Linked DNA regions of Mus musculus: region 2 is linked to region 1. Evidence: chromatin contacts called from public Hi-C data. All regions are on one chromosome and are shown on one strand. The core of a region is the stretch at or near the end of the contact, and the rest is flanking DNA. Distances in the headings are between cores, read along the strand shown.

Region 1 (5,389 bases), core at 1,846-4,345:
ATGATCGTGTGTACAATGGTGTATGAAATTAGACATACACATTTTAATATAATTTTGCTAATGGCTAGACCACGTGCAGTTTTATCTGGTGTATGATAGGAACAATGTTGATACCAATGACTATCCATTAGATCTCTCTCTCTTCTGATACACAAGATACTGAATGTATAGAATCTTATCTTCACAAAGAAAAGGAGTAGTGGGATTCTACTTTATCCAAGAACTGCATATGGGCTATGTATAGAGCTGGGTACAAAAAGTAAATTATGGTGGTGATATTTTTACTCCCTGATACCTTATCTCCATGAAGTCAGACATATGTTCTTTTTTTAAAAGATTTATTTTTGTTATTTTTATTTATGTATAGATATGTATACCTGTGTGAATTTATGGCATATACATATAGGTGCTTATAGAAACCAAAAAGAGGGCATCTGATCCCCTGGAAACTTGAGTCACAGGCAGTTGTGAGTCACCCATTTCAGGGCATGTGGGACCATGCTACCAGAACTGGGAATCTCAGAGATCGGAGACAGTAGGGTTGGAGCTACCCCCTCTCAGCCTCCAATGCCTGTTCTGAGGCCACACAGAGAACCACAGGCACTCAGTCACACAGCATAACACCTGGAGTTCTTCTCCATGCTAATGAGGCACCTAGATAGCCTTAGCCTTCAGCCAATGACCTTCTCTTTCTGGATATTCTCATGCCCTTCTCTCAAGAGGTATATAATCCCTGGATCACTCCAAATAAGGTGTATGCATCCCCCAATAAAGCAATATGAACAAACAAAGACCATCTCAGAGAGCTGCTTCATCAAAGATCACTGCTTGGAAAGCTTTCACCTAAAGGAGCAGTGCCTAAGACTCCCAAAGGCTTTTCTCTTCTCCTGTCCTCCCTGAACTCAGCACTTGCTTTCAATCAGACTGAACCTTGCTCCTCTCGGGCTCTTCCTTCCCCTTTCTGCCTGGCATGAAGTTGCCCCAAGGGGAAATGGGGAACTCTCGGATCCGTTCAGACTTCCTCTTCAGGCAGTATATCAGCAGCACCTGAGAGCCGGGAACCACAGCATTCGTCCCATGTCATGCTTTTCCCTTCCAGTCGGGCATGCAGTGGCATCTGATGCATCAAAGGGAAACACGGGCTGTGGATTCTCTGTTCTGGCCTTTGCTCTGTCTTCTCTAGGGGCGAGCAGACATCAAGACTCCTAGCAGAGAGAGAGACAAATTGCAGTACCAACTCATGTGATTGTCCAGTGCTGAACTCAGGTCCCGTCGAAGAGCAGCAATCAGCTTTTAACTGCTAAGCTACTTCTCCATCCTCAAAACCTATATTTTAGTAATATATCAGCAGTCTTATCATAAAGCTTGCTAAGAAGATACCCCTGGACTCTCTCTACTTCCCTCCCTCCCCCCCTCCCTCCTTCTCTCCTTTCCTTTCTTCTTCTACAACATGGTCTAATTAACAGTCCTTACTTGACTTTCAACATTGCTCTAAACACATAATAATCCAGGTTTTGAAAGAAAATATCAAACTAGACTCTAACTTGACTGATCAGGATCAAAACTACACCAAGGAAGACAGTGTGCTCCTTGTTACTTGACAGCTTATACTTGATGACTGTTTTGCACCATTAAAAACAACCTGTGTATTATGTCATTTAATAGATAATTTTTGGAGCAAAGTTTCCTAATTGCACCTAAGCTAACAAAAAGCATGCCAGACAGGCTGGTGCTCAGGGCAGCCTAGGTCTTCCAGGACCACTCAGTTCTCACAGCCCTTAGGTAACTGGGGCACACTGTTCAGTTCCCACTATTTCTTGGGCTGCTTAGATTGCAGAATCTTAAGCAGGAATATGGCACTTTTAATCTTGGAGGCTTGAGGAAGATTTCTTTGTCATCTCCTCACGGATTAGTCCTGCTGTATCTCCTCTATTGCCTTTCTTGGGGCTTACTTACACTGTATGTACTGCGGTTTGGATCTGTTCTCTGTATCTTTCAGGATTTACCTCTCTCTCAAATCATCTAAATGCAAGTCTGTCTGCAGATTGGCCACGGCTCAGTGTATTTTTTGATTCTATCAGAAACTTTTAAAGCCCCTGTCTTTGCCACGTGAACATAGCCTACCTAGATATTGTTCTAGGGATGATTTTTCTAGTGTCTTGTTTCATGTTATAGTTTGGATATAAAATGTCTCCAAGAGAGCTCATGTGATAAAAAACTTGGTTGTTAGCTGATGGGCTTTGCTTTGGGAAATAATTGGATCCTGGCTGATTTTATTTGTTTTGCCTTATCAGAGTATTAATCCATTGAATCTGTGTGAACAAGGTCTGTAAAAGCTGGAGCCTGGATGGAGAAAGCAGGTCACTGGTGTGTCTGTCAGGGCTGTGTCCTTGGACACTGGACATTCCTTGCTGTTGCTCTGTTTTCCAGCAATTATGAACGAGTGGTTTTGCTCCCACACATTGTCTGTGTACCCCAGGTACACAGCAACAGAGTCAGGCAACTATTGGCTGAAATCACATGAGAACAAAAGCAAAATGGATGTTTCTCCACCTAGGTTGCTATCTCAGGTGTTTTGTCTCAGTAATAAAATGCTGACATTTTTCATGCATATGAGTTGAGGTTCTCTGCTCTATACACACCCCAAGACAGCAGTGCACAGAGCTACAGGAGATTTTAAGGAGAAGAGTCATGGAGAAGAGAAACAGAGGTGGCGAATACCTCTCAACCAGGCGGTCTGCTGTTTGTTCAGGAGAGGGAAGGAGTATGCCAGACGATGACACAGGCATAAGAGAAGCTGGTGATGAGTCCTTTAGCCTCAGTTACCAGTCACATGCCAATTCTCACATTGGTCTTGAATCAACCTGAGTGTCTAATGTCTAGTAGCCCTGGCTAGGAGCCTCAGTGGGAAGGTTTGGGGTAGGCAATGCTTTTCAGCAGGTCTGGATAACACATGTTCCTGGTTTCCCCAGGGTGTTTTTTAGTTTTGATGCATGTCTCCTTTAAGTTTGTCAAACCTACTAAGTCATAACCACCCTGGAGAATTTCTATTTACAGGCTCAACATGGTTAAACGAGTCATCCTATCAGTTTGTTCTGGTCAGGATGATGAGATAGGTTCACTTGGGACTTGTAATTATCGCATCATTGTCAACTAGCTCAGGCACAGAGGCAAGGAAAGGGGAAATTTTACAGGAGCTTTGTCTACAGATACTGTTTAGGTAGCTTTGTGAGCAGGCAGAAGACTGAGGTAGGAGATGTAGCACAGAGTTTCCTACCTGATGAAGGAATATTTCTCCTAGTCAAAGTAAGCTAAGAGACTGTTCTTTTTCACCAGTTATGACTGCAGGAGCAATTGTCATGTTTTCCTAAGCACGCTCTCTATCCAGGAACAGAATGGGTACTGCAGTGAGCAGCTTCTCATACAAGCTTTAGCATCTTTCCCAGGATGCTATTATCTTTTGTGGCTCAGCAACTGCACAGAGCTGGCCTTGCATATCCAGGCTCCTACCTCTAACTCTACGGCTAGCATTGTGTGAGGCAATTCTTTAGGCAGTTCAGCCAGTTTCTCTATGCAATTTCTCCTTGGTAGGGTGAATATTGAGCTCCTCAAATCTCTCCTAAGCAGTCTTTACATTTTTCCTCCACTATATCCTATACCACATAGCATTCGAATGATGCCATTCTCAGAGCTAGGACTTTAGCTTTTTTTAAGGCAATAAAGCTTTCTGTGGGTTGGAAATAGCACTTTATTGGAGTGCTGCACTCTCCAGTGCCTGTTTGCGGTGATGATTTGTGTAGAAGAGTGAAGCAGAGAATGAGAAAATAGAATTCTGTATGTGTGTTGTAGCTACATATGGTCAAGAGAGCTACCCTGCTTGAGAAGGGAAGCCCACTGGAGAGCTTCAGAGGAGAAGCTGAAGGCACTGGGGCAGGTGCTGTGGGGTCACAAGTGCTGCATCTGTCGTCACCCTGTCATTCTGGCAGGATATAGGCAATTCGGGATGAAGGGAGAGGGATGAGCTAGCTCAGCAAACTCCACATACAGCAGAAGAGCCTAAAAAAGAAGAGACAGAGTTTCTTGTCTTTTGGCAAGAGGCAGGTGAGCTTCCCCTCGTGCTTCACAAGAACTGATGGGATTCATTCCATCTTAACCAAACTCCAAAGTTGCCTGATAAGACTTTCTCATTTCCAAATGTTCCTCGAAGGCCTATCTGTCCTGGGCCATCTGTCTAGAGAAGAGATTTGTCTGTGTGTTCATAGTCACCTGAGCCATGCAGAAGGTGAGAGACATTGACATCTGAGCAGCTTAAGTCTTAAGAACATCTCGGATAGCAGCTCCTCCTGACCACACCACTTTTTTTTTCCTTTTTGCCCCTAATGAATGCATCCAACAAGGCATATCATGGGTCAAAAGTAGACTTTCTGGAAGCCAGTTATGAAGAAAAAGAACTTTTATCAGTGAGATGTTATTTTCCTGGAGAGGACACAGCTGCTTTCTCATAGCTATCACATTTCATCCTGTTCAGCCAATTTCTCCCCAGTCTAAGGAAGACCAACTGTATCCTTCAAAGAATGCTGTCAGAATATGGGCTCCCACTAACAGAGGGGCTCCAATTGAGAGGAGTAAATATAGACAGAATCCTTTGGATAACAAAGGTTCAGTTTTCAATTTTTCATGGATGTTCCATATCCCACAGGTCACTGGGCCTACCTTAGTTCTCAAAGAGAAGCATTAAAATGTTCAAAGATCAGTGTCCACATGCTTAAATGTTCGATCTTAAGATATCGCACTACGTAGCAACTTTTTGGAAACTCCTCAATGTCAAGTGACATGCCCTCACTGTTGATGTCGAAGGAGGGCAATGCCTTCTAACTGAAGGACTGAGTCTCTGAGGCTCAGCGGCTTGAATCTTGCCAGTAGGCATAGGGAATCTCAATGTTTTTCCTACTTTCAACCTTCTGAGGAAATTCAGCTTTGAATCCAGCTAAGGCACAGAGAATATCTATCTGTGTTATTTGTTCTCTCATATTAACATCTCAACTAAATTTGCATGGTTCAGAGAGAATTCCAAACATCTCAGATGTTTGCTGACTCAGCCAATGCTGTACACCTAATAAAGACTCACCCCAAGAGCAGGTTTTGAATTTAACACTGAACTAACCTCTTTGACTTTGTCTATTTCTTGTAATTATAGAAATTTAAATTTGTCCATTAACCTTAAAAGGTTGCTAATGAAACTGTCATGGTTCTGAGTGATCATTTCTTTCCACCAGTTCTGTAAAAGAAAATCTTGTAAAGGTTCCTACTTCAGGAAAAATCTGGAACACAGCAAAGGTCCTAAGCTGTGCCAACCACCATTATGATCTTCAGAAAGGGTCACAAGTCC
Region 2 (5,389 bases), core at 1,307-3,806, 120 kb after region 1:
GCATCATCCATGGACATCAGGTGAGGCTCAGGCATACTAGGAGAAAGGCTTGTGTGGGAGAAGATCTCCAAATGTTAAGAACTCTTTGCTCATCTTCATCCTTCAACAATTTTCTATTTCTTCACCCAAAAACTTAAATTTTGTGCTAGGATTTATTTTGCTTTTAGCACTAGTAAAATTCCTCAGCCCAGGAAGCCATAAACATCCATATAGAAGGAGTGGATGAGAAGTCCTTAAGAAGAAGTGGGTAGAGTGTAAGTAGAGAAAGAAAGACTAACGAAAGCTGTCTTAAATTATGTCATATAGTGCTTGTTTTTTTATTATTTTGCATGATGGTCTTAAATCAATTGCCTCATAAAGTGATTGCTAATTCAAGAACTTGGCAAAACACTGGCCTTGACAACAATTGAGATATATGTAAAAATTTCAGTTCTTTAAAAGAGGCTCATTTTCAAAGACCTATTATTGGATTGGAGATATTGGCGTGGCCCCATTTGCTAATGCAGGCATTGTTTCCTCTTACTTTGGCAACAGACTAGGAAACACGGTTTCATTTAGGGGATCAATACATTATTAACTGAACACAAATGCATATTTAGAAGCCAACCCTTTCCAAGAATGGCTGGAAAGCAGTGGAGCCAATTTCTAGCAAAGGCTTGCTTGCTTTATCGAGCGGACCATGGAAAATGAGCATCACTTTGGCTAATTGTTAGAGTGAGCCCTACTTGACTAGATAGTGGTTCATTATGCTGGGCAAAAAGTTTCATTCCCCACCTCATTCTTAATCTTGTGAAAGCAACAATAAAGGCTTCATTTCAACGTTGGCTTGTAGGTTCAGAGCCAAGCCAAGTGGAGTGCCAGTGTGGAATGTGTACGATTTATCAGCATAAAATCTCTCCAGGGATGCCAGGCACCATTAAAAACAGCATCTCCCAGAATGAATGTATGATAATAGAAGTTCTTTTTCTAATTACACAAGGATCAAAGACAAGAATTTGGATTACTGTCTAGCTGCGTTTCTTGCCTCCATGGAGGCTGAGCCCACCACAGCCTTGCCAATGTTTACCTCTCTAGACAAGAAGTCAATTATAGTACAAAGGAGCTCCTATTGCCTTCTGAGATTATCGTGCTCCAAACTAGCCGCTGTAGAGACGACAGATGGCTAAAGAAATAAAGGTCTAACAAGTCAGTGTTTTGCTTGGGGAAGTATAATTACACTTCACTTTAGAAGCAGAGCATTCAGTTTGCTAGAAAAGCAATAATATGCCTCATTTACAACCCAGAATAATGGAACACACTGCTTTTTCTACCTAATGTTTAAAACATAAGAGCATATCTTTAAACTTTTGGACATGTAGCTAACAGTGTACGGCCTCCTGAATACAATAACAGTGTTATTGACATAAGAAAATTGGCATTCAAGCCCAGACTGGTAAAACTAAAATTAGTTATGGTGTCAGGTCACATGACCAGATGAATGCAAACCTACTCATGACTCTAGGATGACTGGTCATAAGAATTCTTCAAAATGTGTTTTTATTTACTGTACCTTCTTACTTTTTCTTAGTTTTATTCCATTAATTTTCAACATGCAGAAATAAATTAATCTCTTGTTTTCCCTTGAAGTTTCTGAGGTAGTAGCTGGTATCCTTGAAGTTAAACTAGCTATGATAGCTATGCCATGTTTAGAATCTACTAGGTCTATAAATCTCTCTTCAGCTGAATACTGTTATTCTTCTCCAATTTCATCCACTGAATCTTAGAAATCAAACCATTTCAGTGATACCAACCATTTAACTCTGAAAATTCATTATCAAACCAAAATGATGCTGAGGACATGTGTTCCAGTGCCCCACACCCTGACCTGGATTGTCTTCCAAGGCTTGTTCTCATGTGGTGCCCAGCGGCAGAAAGGATAACAGAATTAGGTCTTGCTTCCCAGAAAGAGTGGTAGTTCCCCACTTTGTCTGTGACTCTCAGGCACTTACTGAACTTGACTATTTCATCTTACAAGTGAGGGCTGGTTTAATATGGATTCCATGGGTATCTTCACCTATCTCACTAATGTTCCCCAAGCCCCTTGACTTTGGACCTTTAGCAATTTACTGAATTTTGTAGTAAACATCTCTTTCTCCTTTTAGAGAAGGACCAACACCTAAAAGGCCATTTTTCACCTCAAGCACATATCATTTTTAGCAGAAGCATTTAATAGTACTGTGTTGGTCCCTGCAAGTTACTTGTATATAACGCATTATGCTACACTGTATATTAGCTATTCATCTTCTGAGATAAAACCTAGCCATTGCCATTACTAATAGTTGCCGACTCTAAATGTCAGCATCCAAATTTCAGACCATCCTCACTTCCTACCTTCCCAGCCCAGTCTCCCTTCTACTCCCACTCCGGTGATTTTTCAGCCTTCCAGCAACAACCCATTAACCTCACCACATTTTCTGCCCATTAACCTCCTCACATCTTTGCTCCTGTAGTCATCTCTCTAAGATTCTATGATTCATCATAATAACTGCCTTTTTACACAATCTCAAGACACTATTCCACTCACTCTGAAAATGCCAACCTTGGTTAAATATCCACCCACTCTGAACTTGACTCAATTGGTCAGCTGTGACTAAGAAAAACCATAAAACCATTATGCTTCATCTCCCTTTAAGTAGATTCTGGGAAATTCCCCTCATTTTCCCAAGGGTTCTGTTTATCTCTTCTTTTCCTGATCCTCCTCAATTTTCTCCTTTTGATTCATTCCTGGTTGATAACTTGGGTTGTATTATTTAGTGAAAATACATTAATTCAGAAAGGGAGTCTCACATTTCAATTCTGTCACTTTACTTGTGACATGGTTGAAGTATAAGGAAATTCCTTGCCCTGGAATTTGTCTCTTAACCCACATGGAAGGTGCTTCTGCAGATATGTCCTCTCTACCTTACCTCTGTTATGGTTCATATAATATATAACTCACATACCATCAAACACAAAGTACACATATCAACTGTTTTATCGTATTCATAAAGTTGTAAGCATCACCACTATTACTTGCCATGATATTCTCATCACCTTTAACATATGACATAGTTTGCTTCCTTTTACAACCCCCAATGCTAGGACAATGCTAATCTCTTTTTAATCTCTCTAAGCTACCTTTACTTTCTATATTATGTATAGATGAAATAATGCATGCCCTTTTGATATTTGACATATATAATGTAGTAAAATGCTCCGAAGCCTTATCTATGCTACAGCATGAGTTAGACTTTCATTCTTTTTTCATTGTCTACTTCTATTATATGGTTAAATCATTTTTGTTTATACAGCAATAACTTAATAGAAGTATAGATAACAGTTGCATTAATCTTCACTGTTATATTGCTATTCACTTCTGCTTGGAGACAGTTAATAGATAAGATACAGTAAATAAGCAAAATTTACAAGGTTCAAGGAACTATTGAAACTTAAAAGATCCACACCAAGGTTATACAGAATTACTAGGAGAGGAAAATTCCAAGTCAGCTGTTGCTGAGCAGCCTGTGAGATAGAACAGTGAAATGCAGGCTTGTAGCTTCTGTGTGCTCTCACCCAGGCTGTGGTACCCTGTTCAGAGATGCAGGGAGCCTTCAGTCATCCATGGTCAAGTGTAAGCAACCTTTCAGTCATGCTCCTTAGACTAACTCCAACAAACTTGGTGGGTCACTGAACCAGCCTTGTGGGGGATTGTTTCCATGGTCTGTTGTCAGCACACTATCTTGATTCACTAGAAAATATCAGGCAACACAGTAGGCACCTGAAGTGGGACTAACAGAATCAAACTGAGTTGAATAGAGCTAATTGTACATCCACTAAAATGGGAGCAGACACATGCAACAAAGGCTTATGTGTATGACAGTGGAGCAATCAATGAGCTGAAATCAATACCTTAGATGAAGCTCAGGAAATAGGATTTAAAAGAACATTCACAAGTGTTCTCAAGTAATGCAAGAAAAATTTAAAAAGACATGAGCTATTACCTCATTTAACCCCAACATTATAACAATAAATGATTGAGTGATGTCCAAAAAACTACAAATATACATCTGAATGAAGTAATGAAGACAATTTAGGATTCTAAAACTGAGTGTAATAAACAAATAGGAACATTGAAGAGAACACAGCTGAAATAAATATAGAATTGAAAACCTCAGTATACCATTTAGAAAACTCAAAGGAAATGCTTACAAATAGAGTAAACCAATCTGGAGACAAAATATAAAAACTCAAGTTATGTGCTCAGCCATGTTCACTGCCACCCTATTCTCAATAGCCAGGATATAAAAACAATTTAAATGTCCTTCAGTAGATAAATAATACATATATATGTTATACACCTTGACATATTATTTCTCTGTAAAGAAATGGATTGACTGCTGGGCGTGGTGGCACACTCCTTTAATCCCAGCACTTGGGGGAGGTAGAGGCAGGCAGATTTCTGAGTTTGAAGCCAGCCTGGTCTACAAAGTGAGTTCCAGAACAGCCAGGGCTTTACAGAGAAACCCTGTCTCAAAAAACAAAACAAACAAACACCCCCCCCCAAAAAAAAAACCAAAGAAAAGAAGAGAAAAGAAAAGAAAAGAAGAGAAAAGAAAAGAAAAGAAAAGAAAAAAGAAAAGGATTGACCTAGAAAATATGATATTGAGTGAGGTAATCCAGACCCAGAAAGACAAACACCACATGCTCTCTCCCATCTGTAGTTCTTTGCTTTAAAGCCTCAGGACCTAAAAGCCTCAGGTGGGCCAAGAAACTCCAAACAGGAAACTTCACTTGACGATAATAAGTGCAAAAGTGTCTGATCAGATCAATATACCAACCTCTGCTGGTGTCTATACTTTCGGATGTCAGGGGAGGTGCAGATGGTATCGTTCATTCTCAAAGCTCCCCTTTCTGCCTTACAAACTCCCCTGCACCACGTGTGGGAAGTCTCCACTCCTGTGGAGAGACTGGTGTTCTTCATTGTTCTAATTAAAGGACAATCTGATGCTGGAGGTGCCTGTCTGCTCGTGTGTCCTAGTCACCTCCATCAATCTTGATCTATCAGACAGCATACATTGAGTAACCATAGAAACCAAGAAAGTATGAAGGGACTCTGAAGTGAGGGGAGCTTGGAAGAGGGGAATGGACTAACACAGTAAATATGAAGTAGGAAATTGAACAGAGAAATGGCTCCAAGTGGAGAAGAGAGAGGTAGGTCAATATAGAAGGAGTAATGAGGGCCAAATTACACAAAGGTTGTTTGAGAAAGCCTTTAGGAATAGTATTATGTTTTATTTACCTAAAATTGTACAATTATTCTCTCTCTCTCTCTCTCTCTCTCTCTCTCTCTCTCTCTCTCTCTCTCCCTCTC

Evidence for each region. Hi-C and Micro-C count contacts between places; a contact is called where the count stands out from the background.
Region 2: a contact with region 1 is called in a Hi-C map of pancreatic cancer cells, with 2.3 times the contacts expected there. The contact joins two enhancer-like sites. A contact is called at or near these places in 2 of 484 Hi-C or Micro-C datasets (bone marrow-derived macrophages and pancreatic cancer cells), 1 of 115 datasets of contacts at active chromatin or transcription factors (pancreatic cancer cells) and 1 of 9 other capture datasets (embryonic stem cells).

Annotation. Positions count from the first base shown.
Region 1 is chr9:23,569,351-23,574,739 of GRCm38.p6, forward strand. No RefSeq gene overlaps it. Among named protein-coding and RNA genes, the nearest start is that of Gm39311, 9.2 kb to the right of the region's middle. Within about 2 kb of position 3,096, at least 5 of the 459 cell types and tissues checked have an H3K27ac peak or open chromatin away from gene starts, as enhancers often do. A contact at or near this core is called in pancreatic cancer cells, where this site is marked.
Region 2 is chr9:23,692,160-23,697,548 of GRCm38.p6, forward strand. No RefSeq gene overlaps it. Among named protein-coding and RNA genes, the nearest start is that of Gm39311, 110 kb to the left of the region's middle. Within about 2 kb of position 2,557, at least 32 of the 459 cell types and tissues checked have an H3K27ac peak or open chromatin away from gene starts, as enhancers often do. A contact at or near this core is called in pancreatic cancer cells, where this site is marked.